Linked DNA regions of Columba livia: region 2 is linked to region 1. A link is a contact called in public Hi-C data. All regions are on one chromosome and are shown on one strand. Each heading gives the region's core, a stretch centred on a gene start, on an enhancer-like site or on the middle of the called end of the contact. The rest is flanking DNA. Distances are from core to core; before and after follow the strand shown. Region 1 holds the start of SLC12A4 (solute carrier family 12 member 4). Region 2 overlaps SLC12A4 (solute carrier family 12 member 4).

What was found. Hi-C and Micro-C count contacts between places; a contact is called where the count stands out from the background.
Region 2: a Hi-C map of liver shows a contact between it and region 1, with 1.8 times the contacts expected there. The contact joins the enhancer-like site here to the promoter of SLC12A4 in region 1.

What each region holds. Positions count from the first base shown.
Region 1 is chr13:21,073,165-21,078,445 of bColLiv1.pat.W.v2, reverse strand. SLC12A4 (solute carrier family 12 member 4) reads right to left here and starts at 2,673. Exons shown (of 26, transcript XR_010465833.1): 1 at 2,162-2,673.
Region 2 is chr13:21,106,341-21,111,621 of bColLiv1.pat.W.v2, reverse strand. SLC12A4 (solute carrier family 12 member 4) reads right to left here. Exons shown (of 26, transcript XR_010465833.1): 8 at 4,906-5,120; 9 at 3,813-3,977; 10 at 3,623-3,721; 11 at 1,599-1,656; 12 at 18-192. Among named protein-coding and RNA genes, the nearest start is that of SLC12A4, 33 kb to the right of the region's middle. Within about 2 kb of position 2,976, at least 1 of the 3 cell types and tissues checked has an H3K27ac peak away from gene starts, as active enhancers do.

The DNA.
Region 1 (5,281 bases), core at 1,424-3,923:
AGAGCCACAAACCCCAGAAACCTAGGGAGAGACAGAACAGCCTAGTGGGGAAGAGCACGCTTGTCAGTACAGGTAGGCAAGACAGCATATCGTTATATGTACACCCTGAGGATATGAAACAAGACTTAATTACTGTGAGAGTAAATTAAAAAATAGAAGGCAGTTATAGTTCAAACAGAAACAGAACTAACTACCATATATTAATAGAGATGTTACTAGATATTTATCGGGTTTGTAACAAAGAGTCTCAGCTAACTTCAAGCAGCACGGTTCTGTGCTGCAGCTGGAACAGCAGCACATAAGAGATCAGCTGGACTGCGACAGGGAGTTGAATATCTTGAGGAGCGCTGTTTGCATACATCCTACAGGCAGTCTCGTATCCAAATGACAGGCACAATGAGTCGACCTTCCTTTATCTGTCACAGCAGCAGCTTCCCCAAGTCAGACTTACCAAGCCAAGGCCGAAGCTAGCTAGTGGAGAAAGCACCCTGGGAGGTCTCCACCTCAACCTGCTGAGATGGGTGAAAAACACCTGTTACTTTCATAGACGTAAACTATATGTTAAATAACCTGAGAATAAAACAGACCTTTTTTAAAAAATGGCCCTTCTCCGCCCTTCCGGCTAGAGCCTCACATTGCCTGTGATAACAGACAAGCTGGGAAAAGCACCTACCTTTCACACAAGAACCGGGAAGAACTGACATAGTGAACGTGAAACCTATATAAGCTAAGTGGTATATAAAAATCTAAAATTCCTTTGAAAACTATGCAAATAAAGACAAAAAAATAAATGGTACATATTTGAGATGGAAGCACCAGTTCACACAGAATTGAACCAGGTGACAAGGCAGAAACTGGACCTTGATCTCATGACAGTTGAGTATCACTCATCAAACCAACCCTTTTCTCTTCCTTAAGCCCAGGCCTGAGCAGCGCTGCCTCCCTTCCGGGATTACTGCGCATCCAATAAAATGTGCGTGTTGAAAAGTTTGACTGCACAGGCAAGGAAGAACAGGTCGGGTGTTCACTGCTTTTTCTTTTGTTGCCTACAGTCACACATGATTCACAGAGGGCAAGTCAGATCCACGGCTGAGCCCACGGAAGATCCTCTTCCTAAAGGTTAAGGAACTACACATAACCAAGGCAGAAAAAATAAACAGATCCCAAAAAGAGCTAAACCACCCTTTTACCAGAACTACTCCACTCTTCAAATCTAAGTGTGCTTAATTTTCTCACTAGAAACTCACTGCATTTAAATTGATTTATACCTAAAAGTCACAGCAAAACACCAAGACAGGCCAAGCACTACCATTAGCTGCATGATTAAAGAATGTACTTCTTGCCACCCAAAACCCCCTCCTACTTACGTGATCCTCTTCAGTAACTGGAATAAATTAACCGCTAACAAAAAGCAGCTCTGCCTAGCAGGAGAAGTTGTGAAAGCCACACAGACACAATACACATGCTGTAGTATTCAAGGGCCCGGTTTGAGAGAGAGACATGGCTGGGCAGGCGCATTTTTTAAGATGACATAAGCAAGAAGAGCAGTCACCTGAGGTTCGGCTAATTTAACTGAATTTATCACCCGTCTATTTTGGCAGCGAGGCACTGAAAATATGCGAGCGTATCTCCACCCACGTACTCTTATCACCTCTGGAGACGGCGGTTTGTGGGAGCAACGATAACACCCGTCGCCCCGCGCCAGCCCCGCTCCACTCCGGATTATAGACAAGCGGCTGCGGAGCGGAGCGAACCCCCGGGGCGGATCCCCCAGTGTCCGCCCCGCCGCTCCGGGCGAGAGGACACCCGGGCCACCCGCATCCCGAGGGCACCCGCCGCAGCTCCGCGGGCTGCGCGGCCACCAGCCGGCTCCAGCCGCCAAGACCGCCAGCCGGGGCGAGGCTCATGCCCAGGCCCGGCTCCCCGCGGGCCTCGCCACGGCAGCGCGCCCGGCCCTGGCACCAGCGGAGCCGCCGCCGGCCCGGCAGACCCCGCGGGGGCTCCTCCTCCGGGCGCGGCGCCCCCCGCCGCCCCCGAGAGCCGCTACGGCACCGGCGCCTTTGTCTGCCGCGGCCGGCGGTAGCGGACGGGAGCGGGGCAGCCGGGCTCGCGCCGGGACGCCCCAGAGCGGCCGTGCCCGCCGCCCCCCGCCCCCGCTCACCGTCGGAGCTGACGGTGTCGTAGGCGTCAGCAGCGGCGGGCGCCGCGGCCGGCTCCCGGTAGTCCACCCAGCTGAGTCCTTCAACGCTGTCGTACTCGGCGCGGTGCTTGTCCTCCACCGGCACCACGGTGAAGTGCGGCATGGCTGGCGGGGCGGCGAGGGCTCCCCGCGGCACCGCAGCGAGGCAGGCGGGACGCGGCGCGGAGCCGGCGGCGCATTCCTGCCCCGTGCGGTCACTTCCTTTCAGGAAACCGCGCTCCTCAACTCCACCCATTCCCCTACGAGCGCCGCGGCGGCGAGGCGGCCGCCGCCCCCGGAGCCGGCGTGTAGACGGGCCGCGGCCGCCCCGCAGCGATACCGGGCGCGGGGGTCGCTCCGCCGGGCGGGCGCGCTCAGCAGTGGGGGCGCGGAGGAGGGGCCGGAGGCGGCGTGGCGGCGCGGGGAAGCCTTCCTCCCGCAGTCATCGTGACAGGAGCCGGCCCGGCGGGAGCCGCGGCGCGCTGGGAGCGGAGCGGGGCGGGGCGGGCCCCTCCGCCCGCGGCCCTCCCTTGCTGGCGCTGCCGGGCCGCCTCGGGGCGGAAATTTCCCTCCGCCGTGCCCCGGGCCGCCTCCGGCCCCCTCCCCCCCGCCGCCATTTGCTGGGCAGCAGCGATGCGGGGAAGGCGGTGTCGCGCCGCGCCCGGGCCCGGGGGGGCGATTCCCGGTGCTGGGGCCGGCGGCCCCGAGGGGGCGAAGCGGCGGTCCCGCCGGTGGCTGCGGCGGGGGTCCTGTGCGCTGCCTGCCCGGGGCGGGTGGTCGCGGAACCCCCGGCGGGCGATGTGGGGAAAACAGCAGCAGGAGGGGGCTGGCGGGGCGAGCGGGAGCGCTGCTGGGCTTGGACGGAGCAGAGCGCGCCCGTTAGAAATTCTCGCGGCTCCCAGCAGACCGTCAAACCCGGCTTGGGGCTGATCAGCAACCAAGTGGTTAAAGGCGTGTGTCACCCCGGAGCGGGTTTATTTTTGTGCGAGTGATCGTTAGGTTCAGATGCGGCAGCTGGCCCCGCTTCCGGTGTTTGTGGTGGTTTCTCTTGTGCTCGCTCTCTGCTCCAGCTGCATGAAACCCTCAGAAATGATGCGGCAAACGGAGCGAGCCCCGGGGAAACGAACCGCGGCTGCACAAAAGGCGTGGGGGGAGCGCAGGGTAAAACGTTACACCGGGGGAATTTGAATGCTGGCTGGAGCCGCGGGCATTTCCAGCGGTGTGCAAAGCAGACAGCTGCCGAGGCAGCAGACTGCCAGGGCAGATGGAGCGCTGCTCAGGCCGCGCAGCCAGGGCGGCGCCGTCGGCTGTCCCAGCCGTGGAGGCGGCGGGGAGCGGCGCCCTCTGGCCACAGCCCGGAGGACGCCTCGGTGGTGGCGGGGCCATGAAGCGTGGGCATCCTTCACGGCAGGTCCATGAGGCGCAGGGCAGGGCCCAGGAAGCCCGGGGCACGCCTGCATCTCAGCCTCTTGTGCCCGAGCGAACACAGTTCAGTTTTGCCTTCACATTTGAAAAAGGCGGCGCCAGTGATGGGTATCTTGGCCTTCATTTCACGTACAGTAGCCTTCACATGGAATTTGAACATGAATTAGTAGATGAAAATGCTATTTAATGTCTGTGTTTGAAGACTAGCCTTGAAAGTAAAAGGATGCCTTTTTAATGTGTTGTGTAATCATCAGAAAAAAAATGCTGGAGAAGGGTTTGTGCATTTTACTATGGAAAATAAACTGAAACTAGGTCTGTAGATTTTTTACTAAAATACTCCTTAATCAAGAAATCTCTGTACAGTGACAAGTCTGATGTCAGTACTGATGTCAGTACTGATGTAAGTTTTGCCTTTGGACTGCATGGGGGTGTATGCAAGGATATAAACCTTAGAGCAAAGGAAAAGAATAAGACTATTTAGACGTGTTCTGTGCTCCGGAGAACCTTGTCCCTGGCCTTCCAAATCTGCCCTGCCTTTTTGACAAAGCAGCCCCCCAGTCACTGGGAGAAAGAAAAATGTGTAATGAGCAGAAGAGAGACAAACAAGAGGGAGAATGCTTTGTTCACAAGAACTAAGTAATAAGTCTGCTTTTAATTAGTTGGGTTTTGAAATAAACAAGAAGGATCCATGCTGTGGTGTGATTGCTGCCAAGGGGGTACAGGTCTCTCAGTTCACTTAACACAAACGGGCTGGTCGACCACCTCTGGGGAAAGCAATTACACCTCCTAGTACTGATCAGACAGCTGGAAAGACTTCTAAGAGTCCTGTGCTTTCATATAACCTACATTTTACTTTTGTCTCTTTGTTACTGAAAACAATAATGATCTTCCTGTGGCCATGTGTATCTCAACAACGGCCTCGTCTGTTTTGTAGGAGATTAAAAAAACAACCAGATTTTCTTCTTTTCAAAATTCAAGGTATCCTGAAAACCTAGGGTGAGGTGTTGTGTTTATTTCTGGTAATCCCAAAAGGAGCACATTGGTAAATCCGATCCCACTGAGGTCTGTACTGTTTTACGAGAAATTTCTGTGGTCAAGCGAAGCCAATTTCGATAATTTAGAAAGCATTTCTGTTATGTTTGGAAGCATTAGTTCTGACAGACTGGGCACATCCTGGTGCACCATTTAGTCCACTGTCATACCTCCAGCAGTATTTTTTCCCCCAGGGGAAAGTGGCACAATTGACCAAAAAGTAGCATTCACTGTTTAACCTTCTTCAGTTGAATTACGTTTCATTAGTGTTTATGGTAAGTATGACCTAATAATGACCACCAAACACCCCAGGAAATTAAGTATTAATTGATAGGGGGCAAAGACTTTAATATAGAAAAAGGACAAGACCACCAAGACTCACCATTAAGCAAGTTAGTTCACACTGAGTCTTCTGTCTTCTTCTTTCCTGTTTTCCACTTTGCAAAGCTTTTGTGTGAAGGTGTCTGGTCTAAGTAAGCTGTCATAGAAAAAGGAGACGGGGATTATAAGAAAGAAGTCTCAAGAGTTAATGTTTCTGCAGTCGTGCTTATTCAGGAAGAATTAAATTGGGCACTTGCTGCTCATCCTGCTTTTGAAAGCAGGTCTGGCAAGGAGCTGTCTTTAGGCACCAAAATGCATGTAGGC
Region 2 (5,281 bases), core at 1,727-4,226, 33 kb before region 1:
GCCCTCCCAGCACGCACCCAGAGGAAGGGAATGATGTTGTCCTTGGCTATGGCCTGCAGCAGCCGCGGGGCCCCGGTGAGGCTCTGCAGGCCGGCCCCGCAGGTCGAGAAGAAGGACCCCACCACAATGACCCACGGCGAGGGCCACGACAGGGTGCCCACCACCAGGTTCTTGTTCACCGCGTCGCCGTACCTGCAGAGAGGGACACCCAGACATTCGTGTTCAGAGCAGTGTTTTACACTCACGTTTGTTCTTTTGGGTCCGTTTTAAGTCATCATTTAAATATTATTAAATAATACATATTTTCTTTATTAGGAAAGATAAAAAGTAGTAAGCAACCCAAGTTACTTTTGATACGCAGACAGGAAGTGTCTGCAGCCTGATTTCAACAATTCAAAAACTTTCTTCTGCTTATGTACCGTAAGATTTATATTATTATCACAACATTATTTTCCATTTTCACCTAGAAAGATGCAGTTCTTAACAAGAGCTTAAGTTTAATGTTGAAAAGTCCCAACACAATCCAGCACCAGACCTCCCTACAAAAGACTGGAGGGTTTGGTTGGCTGGTTGGTTGGTTTGGTCGTGGGTTTTTTTCTCAGACAATTAAGACTCACAAGCACTTCATTGCTTATGCCCTGGCAAGAGTCCATCAACGTGAGGGAAGCTGTCAGAGAAAGCACCTGTAGACTCTAGTACTGGGAACACTGTTATTTGGTTTACAGACAGAAATGTCTGACAACTAACAATCCCAGGGCAGAGATAACCACACACTCAACTTTATCCAATTACGGATATCTGGTTGCATTTCTTAGTTTGGCTTCTATGGAAGAAAATAATCACAAGTGCTATGAGGAAATACTTCAGCCTATGAATACTGGCTACGAATACAGCGTATGCAGATAGAGATGCGTGTTATCTGCCTGTCTGGCACGTGTCAGGGGAGCACATTATACTAGTTGTTGGCTTGGTGGACCGTGGCCAGCAAGCACAAGGAAGAGCAGCTTTGCAAGCGCTGCTAACGCACGGCATGCTGAAATCGTTCGGCTGCTTGGCCGGCTCTGCTGGCGTCACCGTGCTGGTTCACCGAGCAGCAGCAGCGCCTCGGGCGGCGGGGAAGCCACAGAACAGCTCGCAAAGAGTAATTCTGCCAAACTCGGTAATTAACAAAAACAGGACAACGAATGAGGAAAAAAAAAATCCAGGTTCATCTGGAGAAGAACAAAAGAAAAACAACAGCTCGTTGTTGTTTTGTATCTTGGTTCTCTAGGGAAGAGAGAAATCAGAAATCTGTGATGCACTGTTAGGGTCCTGGTCCCTGAATGAGTGCCCCTGGAAACTGAAAAGGGCACGTTGACACACGGCAAAACAGTTTTGGGCAGGGTGGAGGAAGGAACTAAGACATAGGATGGAAAATCTGTATCGAATTGAATACAAGAAGAATCTCAAAAAGTTGAGAGTTTACATTCAAACATGGTTTAAAAGGTGCCCAGAAGTAAAATTAAAAGAAATAACAATAAGTGGGGGAGGGGGCCAGCATGAGATGGGAAAGAACACAACTTCCCTGCAAAAGAGAGCACTGAAACGGTAACACTTACTTGTCTCTCAGGACTACACCTTCTATGCAGGCTCCAAATAATAATACACAGCTGAAGTCTGGAGTACAGAGTGTGCTAAGGAAGTAACGTTTATTTAGACATGGCAGATGAACACAATCGTGTTGTGTTGTGGAAAGTCCAACAAGAGTCTCTTCTACAGCATCTGCACTGCAGCATCTCCACAGGCACAGGGCAAGGCTGGCGGGTAAATCACGGTCTCACTGCTCATGTATACCTTCTAATACTAAATGATAAAGTTACTATTCTAAGTTTCAATTTTTTAAAAGGTTTAAAATATTATGATAAAGGAGATATCTCCAGATACAAGAAGAGAGAAAAGAAAGATCTTTCAATATCAGTTTCTGTTCTATACTAGCAAATTAAATTGATGTTTACATATAAAATTACTTAAATATTCGGTTTCTTATTAAACTGTACTGCTACTGCATTGGGGAGTACAAAATACTTCAGGTTTTTTTGATCCAGCCTTACAGTAAAGTTTTTGATCTTGTGCTTTATATGAATGGTTAAATCCTGAACTCTACCCCCGAAATGCAGTTGTAAAATACAAAGAGTAACAAACATTGATCACTCCTAAAAATCGGGGTGGAAGCCTTCCACTGGGCGGCGTGTTAATGTCCACACACAGAGTTACCCACCACAAAGTGAGCTTTGATCTGCAAGTGTTTTAACACCAGCGCTGGGGGTATGTCTGTGACCTGGTCTAAGATTTGTTGAGTCCCTAGGAAATGCAGACTCCTTGGAACAGGGACGGTTCCCAAAGAAACATCTGCAGAAGGCTGCGCTCCGAGGGGCCGGGACCCTGACTTACAGCTCGGCGAGCTGTGGCAAAAGCCAGCTTCCCAGCAGCAGGATTCCCAGCAGAGTCGCCGCCTTGGCCAGCTGCCCTTGCAGCGGGACTTTTCCAGAAAGCTCTCACAAATCATTTTGGAAGTCCTTGCTCATGTTAACTGCTTTTTGCCTTTTTTTTTTAACCTGCTATGTTGACAAATTGTAGTTTAAGACATAAACATCTAGAGGAAGCTGAAGGAGCTTGGCTTTATCTTTTCTCTATCAGGAGAGATTAAGACGGTCTTTCCTAAGCAAAGCTCCTGTGGTCCTAAGCCCTGAAGAGTTCAACCATGTACAAAACTTGACAACTTCAACTGGGAAAAGGGTTGTTCCTCTGAACACACGCTCAGCACCCACAACTCTGGTATGAGGAACATCCTCATATTCTGAAAGTTAAGTGCTCCGGGCCCAGTGGAAACAGGCAGGGAACCGCGAGTCTCTCGCAGCCACGAGGAGCTCAGGACGCAGCCCGGCGCTCGTGACGCCCCCACGCGTGCCGGCCGGGACGCGCCGGACAATCGCGGAGCAGCACTCAGTCAGACGGCTGTGCTAAAAATCAAAGCGGTAAACTGATGTAAGAGCACCTCGTCTCACTGACTTCAAAATGACCACACAAATTCATCGGTACCAGCGAGCAGCTGCCTTTATGCCTTTACATACGAACCTTCCCTGCCCCACCCCCCCAGAAAAACCAAAACCAAAACACTTGAGGAACATCTAATCTAATTTCTAACTCCAGTTTATCTTGCCCTAAAGTGTTCAAGAAAGCATATACTCCTTAATGTCACACAAAGGCTTGTTTTCTAAGGAACTGAAATTTATGATCTCTCCCATTTAAAGCCTTCTCTCATCTTAATAATCCACTGCACACTAAGAAAAAAAAAAAATATATGTACCTGTATTCCATCAGTCTGAAAAGCTATAGATGACTATGCAGCAAAGAAAAACAACAGAAATGCAAAAGAAAACAAAAAAGCCAACACAGAAAGGGAGATGGAAAACAACAGGATAATAATTCTGATGCTTTCAGCGCAAGGACTCCGCTTTTTTTGACTGACCAGTCACACTCACATTGGTATTTCAGTCACCCGAAGGCAGTTCCACAAACCAGGTAACGTGGTCATTCATCTGAGTCACAACGTGCCAGGACTCTACTCATTTTAAAAGGATACAGACTAGCGATGTGGTAACAATGGCAAGAATTGTCCCAACGGGAATGGATTTCTGTGCATCTTTGAGGTCCCCTGATCTGTTCGAACCAGCCATGATACCTGAAAATACATTTGGACATAAGATCAAGGGAGAGAAGAAACCTCAGAGGCCCAGGATGCCCTCTTGTCCCTTTTGTCCCAGAGTTCTCACCAGTCACTGAAGGAAAGAAGATGCCAACCAGTACCATGAATGAAGTAGCTATATCTGAAAGCACATACAGATGAAGGTTGTTCTTCTGGCCTGCTACATCCACAGATGGGTGATGTGCTTTCTCCAGTATCTCTCCTTTTTCCAAATAATTGCTCCATAAGTTGTCTTCAATGTTATTATCATACCACAGAAAAGAAAAGCATGTTTCAGTTCAATCCTGTTGTCATTATAATGCGTCTACAACTGAAGACTACAACTGCAATTCATGCAATTCAGTGATCAACACAAATTAAGGCATATACAAGTTACATGAAAGAAAATTAGTATTGCATGCCTTCAAGGGAACCTGTAACAAAACCAACAAATACGTATGAGCAGTCTACAGAAGTCTAGGTCCATTTTATCCTTTTGTATTACTAAATGTAACATGAACTTCACACCTATTTTAACCTCAAGAAATACATTTAATATCTTTAATGAATGACCATGCCCACGCACGATAGCTCAGAGAAACCAAAGCAACAATATTGACCAGCTTTCTAAATATAAACGGATTTGTTACTCAGACAGTGTAAGAATTACAAAATTAAATGGGTGACATTTAACTTTCGCTAACAAGCACTGAGTCCATTCTGGAAACCAGACTACTGGCTTCTGTGAAAACGGGAACCTGGGGCACTCAGCACCTGTTCTCTGGAGTCTGGTTCAACAGCAAACACTTCTCAATTATATTATAATCAGGAGCAGGCAAAGGAGGAGGTATGCGATTTTTATACAAGGACTCTTATATTTCAGGACACAATCTTAACCTGTCTGAAATGGAGAGTCCTAGCTCCAGAGAGTTCTGAAAAACTTTAAACAACTTGCTCATGCTAGCAGACTTTCTGCTGAAATTATCAGACGAACAAGGCAAATTTAATCACTTTTAGAGCAGACCAGCACTGTATCAGCAGAAAAGTGCCATGTACTCTTTCTCAAGATTATAAGGCTTGGTTTTCTTCACTGTAATTACATTTCTTCAGTCCCTCTTCCTTAAGCAGCAGGGAACAGCTCAACCCCTTTTTGCTCAGCATGCCTCAATAACCTGCCGTACCTTTTAAAATCCCGCTGGCAGCCCCTGGAATTCCTGCTATCTCAGAGACATTGTTCATTAGGAAATAGTCATCACAGTTCTCCGTGGTTAAGTTTTTAGTGTGGCAGAAGAGCTCCCAAAGCTTAGAGGCCACAGTAACGTTATCCTTGACTATGGTTTTGGCACAAACATCAAACTGATCTCTTGACAAAGTCCTGTTGCCCAGCATGCAAATCCTGGAAGGGAAACATGAAAACCAGTGTTATTACCTGGTACCGGGAAGAGGAAATCCACCCTTCCCCATCACTCTTCTTTCATATCATGGGAACTTGAAGTGGCTCTGGTCTGCTACGTTATTTCTCAGCTTGAAAAAGCTGGTGGTAACAGGACAAAGACC